Linked DNA regions of Sus scrofa: region 2 is linked to region 1. A link is a contact called in public Hi-C data. All regions are on one chromosome and are shown on one strand. Each heading gives the region's core, a stretch centred on a gene start, on an enhancer-like site or on the middle of the called end of the contact. The rest is flanking DNA. Distances are from core to core; before and after follow the strand shown.

What was found. A called contact is a pair of places that touch in the nucleus more often than the background predicts.
Region 2: a contact with region 1 is called in a Hi-C map of heart right ventricle, with 7 times the contacts expected there. The contact joins the enhancer-like site here to the promoter of ETS2 in region 1. A contact is called at or near these places in 1 of 5 promoter capture datasets (liver), 2 of 47 Hi-C or Micro-C datasets (alveolar macrophages and heart right ventricle) and 1 of 2 datasets of contacts at active chromatin or transcription factors (alveolar macrophages).

What each region holds. Positions count from the first base shown.
Region 1 is chr13:202,462,037-202,466,294 of Sscrofa11.1, forward strand. It overlaps ETS2 (protein C-ets-2), which reads left to right and starts at 2,305. Exons shown (of 10, transcript XM_021070986.1): 1 at 2,305-2,532.
Region 2 is chr13:202,639,098-202,643,355 of Sscrofa11.1, forward strand. No RefSeq gene overlaps it. Among named protein-coding and RNA genes, the nearest start is that of PSMG1, 130 kb to the right of the region's middle. Within about 2 kb of position 2,449, at least 4 of the 83 cell types and tissues checked have an H3K27ac peak or open chromatin away from gene starts, as enhancers often do.

The sequences.
Region 1 (4,258 bases), core at 1,055-3,554:
TTTTTCAGGAGCAGACTGTCTCCAAACTCCTGTGCCCCTTTTTTTTTTTTTCCTTTTTTAGGGCCGCACCTGTGGCATATGGAAGTTCCCGGGCTAGGGATTGAATCAGAGCTGCAGCTGCTGGCCTACACCACGGCCACAACAACGCTGGATCCAAGCCCTGCATCTGTGACCTATATGGGCAGCTTGAGGCAATGCCGGATCCTTAACCCACTGGGAGAGGCCAGGGATCGAACCCATACACTTGCAGACACTATGTCTGGTCCTTAACCCACTGAGCCACAACGGACACTCCCTGTGCCCCTTCTTTTGACATCTTTCAGCTCAGATGTGATGGTAACGCCCCTTCTGTGCCCACCCCCCACTGTCAGCCCCTAAAGAAAGAAAGATGCCTTCCTAAAGGGTTAGTGGACCTCAGGGACTCAGGGGCCCCGAACTCTGAGCACTGGACACACATGGGTATGGGGGCAGGTGCTATGGACAAGGCAGCCAGCCCCACTCTAGGCAACTGAACTTGACCCAATGGCTGTCTGCAACAAGCTCCTAAGCGGCTCTCAAGGGCTGCATGAGTAGCCTGGGGGAAAAGACCCTCTATTAGCTGAAACTGCAGCCCAGATGAGTCAGTATTTTCTGCTACCATTAAAAAAAAAAAAAAAAAGTAGCATACTCTTTGCATCTCCATGGTAACTTACTATGGATCTGTATTCCATTTATGAACCTCCTTCTTGACCTATCAGTGGTTTCTGATCCAGGCCTGAATATACACAGAGAGACCATCAGAATCAATTCAACCTGCTGTAAATACAAACCCTCTCAGCACCGGGTTTTTTGAGCCTCCACAGACCCTGTCTCACCCACGTAATGATGATACCTGGAGACCCTCAGGTACCTGGAAACATTAAGGCACAATAGTATCTCAATTATCCAGATGACTCCGGAGTTAGGGTTGCCATGGAAACCGGGAACCTTGGTAACAGAGAAGGGAGGCTGCTCCTCTCTCCCTTCACAGCACTGCAGTCCCTGGCCTTGCCTAAGCTGAGCTATTGTATTTTCTATCCACCCCTGGGCATCTAAATATTTCTCCAAGGAGTTCCCGTCGTGGCTCAGCAGTTAACGAACCTGACTGGCATCCATGAGGGCGCAGGTTCCATCCCTGACCTCGATCAGTGGGTTGAGGATCCGGCATTGCCCTGAGCTGTGGTGTAGGTCATAGACACGGCTCGGATCCAGTGTTGCTGTGGCCCTGGCATAGGCTGGCAGCTACAGCTCCGATTGGACCCCTAGCCTGGGAATCTCCATATGCCGCCGGTGCCGTGAAAAAGAGAGAAAAGACAAATAAATAAATAGATAAATAAATACTGAGAATGTGACCGGAATCTGAATAGGAAATGTGTGCATTTCTAGCCATGGACTCAAGTATCTCCTGCTAAAAATGGAAACTCTGGGGGGGAAGGGTGACGGTTTTGACCATAGTTGGAAGTCAGATAGCCTGGAGTTTCAACCCTGAATTTCCCACTCACACGTCCTATGACTCGGCAAGTTATTTACCCAAAGGGCCCATTCCCTCATGTTTAATGTGAGGACAATTATCCTGAGAATGAGCCCAGGGAAGCTCTTTCAAAGGCTGGTTCCTACTAAGACACCGCTCAACTCTAGGGGGCGCCACTTCCTCGGAGGCGGTAGGAACAGGGCTTCCCGGAGCAGAGGGGCGCTCTGTGACCCAGAAAAGGGCCCACCTTGTACGTCTATCATGTCTTTTAGTGTCTTTTCAGGACAGAAGAGTCAGAAGTCCACGAAGAGGTCCAAGAATTGGGCCAGAAATAGTCCCTTATGACCCAAGCCCTGTGGCCGCTCGGTGGCACCAGCACTGCTCCAGTCCTGCCAGGACAGGTTTTGGTGTTAAAGTCTCCGCACCAGCGGAAGAAACCAAAGAAAGACTCTCCTTCTGAGCTCCCGGGACACACACAGGGCTCGAGTCCTCGGGGTCCCCGGCCCACCACGGCCCCCCGAACCGCAGGCAAGGGACAGAGCCCAGTGACAGCGGGCGCCGAGCGAGGCCGGGCTTGGAAGGACTGGCTCCGCCCCCTGCTCTTCTCCTCCCCCCGCCTCCACTCCGCTCCCCTCCCCTCGGCTTCCCCCCTCCCCTGCTCCCGCCCTCTCGCGACTTTGCTCCCTTCTCCACCCCCACCCCTCCCCTCCCGATCTCCTCCCCTCTCCCCTCCCCTCTCGCCTTTCCCCTCCCCCGCCCCCCTCCTCCCCTCCCCGCGGTCGCCTCCCCTCCCTCCTCCGTCCTCCCCCGGCTCCTGAAGAGCGCGCAGCGAAGGGGACCGGCCAGTTACTTCCTCCAGCGGCGGCGCGGAGCGCGGTATCGCCCCAGCCCTGAGCTCCCGGAGCCCGCCGCCCGCCGCTCCCTGCCGGCTCAGGCCTGCCGAGCGCCCTCCCCGCGTCCCGGCCCCGCCGCCCGCGCCCTCCCCGGCGCGCACCGAGGAGTCCGGGCCCCGAGTCGCCGGCCGCCCTGCCCGAAGCGGCGCGGTAAGAGCAGGGTCGGGCCGGGTGGGCGGCCAGGGTCCGGCAGGTCCGGCGGGGAGCGCCCTCCGGGCCCCGGTTCCTCTGCCGAGGGATCCAGAAACGGCGTGGAGGACGTGGGTGGCGCGGAGAGCCGGATCCCAGGGCGCAGCCGGGGTCCCGGAGGGGTGGCGGCTATTCCTAGGATCCAGGGGTCGCGCTTCTGAGATCCGATCCGCTCAGCTCGTGGTATGGATGGCCCAGTGGCTTTGGGGGCGGCAAGTGGGGCGCGGAGTGGGCCCGGCGATGACGCGCGGAGCCGGCTGCGAACTTGGGCCGCGGTTCTGGGGTCGCCGAGCCGGCTGGGGCGGGCGGGGCGCGCCGACTTGTTTCACTTGCTTTTGTCTTAAAAGGAAACGCGGGCGTGGTGGGGGGCCCTTGCCAGTGGGCGCCTGGGAGACCTGATATCGCGAAGGGGCTGGGGGACGCCGGAGAGGGTGTCGGAGGGGCCCCGGCGCGCCCGGGTTTGTGGGTGACTTACTGGAGGGCGCCGGGCCCGGGCAGATCGGGGTCTAGGGGCGCATGAAACACCTTGGAAGCTACGGATCCCCGAAAACAGGCGGATCCCAACCCCCCGGTCACCTGCTCCGCCACGTCCAGGGCCCGGCCGGGGCGGCGGGCGAGGGAGGCGCCGGGAGGGTCCTGGCGCTCGAGCGAGACCCCCGTGGGCGCCCCAGGTCCTCTATATCTCGGGCCCTCGGTCCTGCTAGGCGAACCTGGGGAGCCAGTCGGAAGTGGGGATGTAGGTGCGCCAAGCTGCCTTTCCCGGTTCTTACAGCATTTTAGATGAAGAGGTAACAGCGATTGTGCGTGTGTGTTTTTTAAAGCACAAGAGATTTTTTTATATTATCCTGTATTCAATTATAGGGTATCCTAAAATAGTAGTTGACGTGCGACTTATTTAGAAAGTAAAGAAGTGAGCCAGTCCCCCCTTTGGATTGAGAGGTAATTTATTTTAATTTACCACTGAGAGATGATGTTTGTTCCGCACAGTGGAAGCGCCTGTGCGCCCTGTGCCTGCCCACACCACCGCCGATCAGAGAGAGAAATCTCCCAGTTAAGGTTTATTAAAATTCTGAATAATATCACAGTACAATAAATGTTAGCGCTCTGGGTCCTGCAGGAAAATAGCTGAACACTCATTTCGGGAATTAGTCATTCCTGACTCTATAAATTGATAACCTTCAAAGGAAAAAGCAAATCAATCTTCGAAAGTGCGTTTTGAGGTTTTCTTTTTCTTTTCTTTTCTCCTCAAATTTACCGAAATACAAACCCGTGTTCTAATCTCGCAGAAGGAATCACTTGTCCCCCGAGGGTACCGTTGGCCGGCAAGTTTTGCTTGTTTAAAAATGTTATCCTTCTCAGCCCTTTCGTGGCTGCCATTTCCCGTTTGTGTTGTTGTAGTTCAAAGGCAACAATCAGGAGGGCACCCCCCCCCCAAAAGACCTAAATGTGAAATTGACTTAGGATGTGGAGAAACTTGGCCTGTCTGCCACCTTGACTGGCCTCGTGGAGTCAAAGACGGGAACTTAAATTTGATTAGTTATGTGTCTGCCAGAAACCATTGGTAGCGCGCTTTGATTCTACATGGTTTTTACAAAACAAATTAAAAGCTGGACAACAAAAGAATTCTATTCTGTAGCTAGTAATTACAGCTCTCTGTGTGGGAGGGGTAGACTGCCTTTCCTCCTGG
Region 2 (4,258 bases), core at 1,199-3,698, 180 kb after region 1:
CCGGCAGCTGTAGCTCTGATTCCACCCCTAGCCTGGGAACCTCCCTATGCTGCAAAAAGAAAAGATGCCACACAGATGACACAGCTGCCACAGTCGGGGCCAGATTGTAAGGAGCTGGCTGCGCTCAGATCCAATAGGAACACAATGGATTTGGGTGAGAATTCACCTTACATGACGGGGGAGGAGCTGGGAAGCCTGATGTGCACAAGAACAAGCCAAGCTCCTCCAGATGCTGAGGTGAGACCGCACCCCCCCCCGGAGGGGGGGGCACAGTCGAGGGCAGGAACTCAGCTGGGAGAAGACAACAAATGCAGAGCAGAGGAGAGAATAAGCTGGAACCCAGGGGCACCTCTGCTCTGTCCCCTGCCACCTCTGACCACCATCACCCTCCAAGCCTCACACTATTCCGTCATGCAGGATTGTCATGTAAAATGCAGGATTTCTCATTAAATTCGAATCTCAGGTCAACAACGGATCGTTTATTTTAGCATAATGTCTCCCGTGCAATATTGAAGACATACAAAGAAACTACTTGTGTTGATTTGCAATTCGAGTTTAACTGGGAGCCCTGTTATTTTATTTGCTGACTCGAGTCAGCTCCTGCGGGAACTCCCCAGGGAAGGGGATGTGGGCAGGGGCGCTGCCCCCAGGGGTTGTTTCTAACCACTGCCACCAGGATTGAGGGCTTTTCCCATGCCCATCCTGCACACGCAGCACCCCATCTAATCCCCGCTGCCCAGGAGGGCAGGTTTTTTTGTTACTGCTGCCAATGAGAAAACTAATGTCCAGAAAGAAGAACTAACTTACCAAAAATTTTATAGGTGGGGAGTTCCCGTCGTGGAAATGAATCCGACTAGGAACCATGAGGTTGCGGGTTCAATCTCTAGTCTCGCTCAGTGGGTTAAAGATCCAGCGTTTGCTTTGAGCTGTGGCGTAGGTTGCAGACACAGCTCAGATCTGGTGTTTCTGTGGCTCTGACATAGGGTGGCAGCAACAACTCTAATGGGACCCCTGGCCTGAGAACCTCCATATGCTGTGGGTGCAGCCCTAAAAAAAGGACAAAAGACAAAAAAAAATTATAGGTGGGAATAATAATAGCAATAATAGCTAACGTTTAAGCGGCATTTCCAAGGTCAACACAGTTCTAAGAGATCTATGCATAAGAGTTCATTTAATTCTTTTTAGCAACTCCAGGAGGAAATGTGGACCCATTTTACAGATAATGAAATAAAGTCATACTAATACTAAGGGGCCCAGTCACTTACAATTTGAACCCAGGCAGTGATAGCAGTCTGTGTCTGTACCATCATCTTAAACATGTTCCCCCGCCCCCAAACCACCACCTCCACCACCACCTGCTCTTGAGGAAGCAAGATTCGTGCACAGGAAACACAGAAGCCAAGTGGCAGGTGTGGTTGGGTGATGCTGGGGTGTGGTGAGATGGGTTAAACTGACCCCAGAAGAGATGGAAACCATTGTGGCGGGGTGGGGGGTTCCGAGGGAGGGTTCATGGAAGCAGATAAGTGGAGAGGGAACATGTGGGAGATGTGGCAAAGGGGAGGTTAAAACCCACACTGAGAACTGCAAATATGCCCACATGTAAAGCAAACATCACGGCCACTGAGTGCGTCATAGGAGCCAGATGCCGCACGGGGGTGCATTGAACTACATCCACCCCCGTCCTCACAGCCACCCCCAGAGCACTGGCCCCATCCTACAAACTAGGAAATGGGGTTCCAGGAAGGGCCAAGGTGGCTTGGCTGAGGTCACCCATCGGGAAGAGCCAAACACAGGATTGGAACCAGGTAGGTGACCCCAAGGCCAGCACATCTTCCTTCCCGGTCCATTTGGAAGGATTCATGTGCTTAGATTCAAGACAGAGAGGCACGTGCAGAACAGCTGGATCCAGTGAAATGTATGTCGTCTCTGCTCCCGGGGGTGACGGAGCGAGGGGTTTGCTTTGAGAAGCGCCATCTCCATCTCAGAAGCCCAAAAACACTTTCGTGGATGGCTGAGCGCTCGCCCGGGGTCCCAGACAGCAGAAATCCCCTCCTGGTGGAGGCTTGAGAGCTTTGGCCGCAGGTGGAGAGCCTGGGGTTCTGATCCAGATGTGCCACCTGGGCAGCTCAGAAGTAGCAATTCCAATTAGGACAGGATGGGCACTCGTCTGTACCTTGGAAGCCTTCATGGGCTACCCTGAAGCTGGGTTTCTGGGGAAGGATTATAGCTCTGGACGTAGAGCCAAGGTCCATGACTCATCCAGCACCCCCACACCACCCCCGATTTGCTGTATCTTTAGCTCATTTGCCTCCATCAGCCCTCGGCTCAAGGTGGCTGGAGAGGACCCTGTGAATAGTCCAGACTAGCCACTGCCCTGCTGGGTTTCAGCATCCACCACAAACCTGTGGCTTCTGTCACCACCCTTCTCTGCACCCTTTCCAGAGAGCAAGTCATAATTAAGGCAGATCCAGAGCGGAAAGTCAGGCAGAAGTGCAGATGGAGTCAAACCAGCTCTCAATTCCAGAGTGGCTGAGAAAAACATCACATGCTGATAAGAACGTGAGCAAACGTGTGAGGACAGCCTGGCCCCTGGATGTCCGCCCTGAGACACGTTCTAACCTTTGCTGGCTTTGTAGTTTTTGAACTTTGTGTTCCATTTGAAATATGAAAAAAGAACTTTTTAAAATGCTTTTAAAGGAAATTTTAAAAATAAAAGGGTGGGGAGTTCCCTGGTGGCTCGGTGGGTTAAAGACTCAACATTGTCACTGCTGTGGCTTGGGGTCCATCCCTGGCCCAGGAGCTTCCACATGCCATAGACGCGGGCAAAATAAATAAATAAATAATAAAATTAAAGAGCCGGCTGTTGAGAGCAGCAATTGCCAACCCTTACTCTGAGCTGCAGACTTGATGCCAAGGCACCCACACAACACGTGGTGCTTTCTTTTTTTACTAAATGAAGACCCCCTTAGTAATACAACACAGAACCACACTGCAGGTATGACCTTGACCTGAGGCACCTGACAGGTCCTGGAAGCACAGGATCAAACCCGGTCCTCTCTGTTGAAGGAGGCATTTCTTGTTCTCTGGTTTAAAATAACCCAGCGGATGGCACTTAATTTCAGAAATTGTTCTGTGCGCTTCTTTTCTCCGCGGAGGCGGGCGGCGTGGGGCTGTGGGGCTCCAGGGCTCAGCCTGCAGCAGCCTGGGGTCGCTTTGGAAAGGTTTCTCGGGGGAGGGGGGCGTTGTCCTGACTCGCCAGTTCTACACCCCACAGAGGAAAACCGCTGTTAATACCCATCTGCAGGCTCATACAGGATATGCACAACTCCCCCCAGATGCCACTTACAGTCAGTCCAAGTGCAGAAGAAAGAACAGGAGGTGGACGTGGTCCAGGCGGAGGAGTGATGAGAAAGGATGCCCTGCTGGGGCCAGAGGGATGCTCGTTCACCGCCACCTTTACTGAGTTCCGAAAGCCATCCCATGGAGGGCAAAGAAAGGACAGGTGGGGCGTTGCTAGACAACAACTCAGGTCAACCAGCTCTGCCTCGCCGGCTGCCCGCCTTCCCCTCCCCACACTTGCTCTCCTGCGGGCCCTGCCATCATCACTCACCTGCATTACTCGGTTGAGGGTGCTGCCTCCTGCCCACTCTTCCTGCTCCACTCTGGGCCCAGAGATCCTCTTACAAAGCCAGTCAGGTGGGAACAGCCCAATTGTCCCTCCGCCAATTACCGGAGAGCCAAAATCTGGTCTGTCCATACAGTGGAATATTATTCAGCCATCAAAAAGACTGAGGTTCTGGAGTTCCCACTGTGGCTCTGTGCATTAAGACTCTGACCGAAGTGGCTCTAGCCACTGCAGAGGTGTCAATTCAATCCCTAGCCAGGGAATTTCCATATGCCACCAGTGTGGCCATTTAAAAAAAAAAAAAGGAGTTCCCATGTGGCTTAGTGGGTTAAGAACCTGATCTAGTGTCAGTGAGGATGAAGGTTCAATCACTGGCCTGGCTCAGTGGGTTAGGGATCCAGCATTGCTGCAAGCTGCAGTGTAGGTGGCAGATGCAGCTTGGATCCGAGGTTGCTGTGGCTGTGGCTGTGGCATAGGACTCAGCGGCAGCTCTGATTCGAACCCTGGCCCAGAAACTTCCATATACTACAGATGTGGCTGAAAAAAAAAACAGAAGAATTGAGGTTCAGACACCTGCTACAATATGGATGAGGCTTGAAAACATTATGCTCCATGGAAGAAGCCCATCACAGG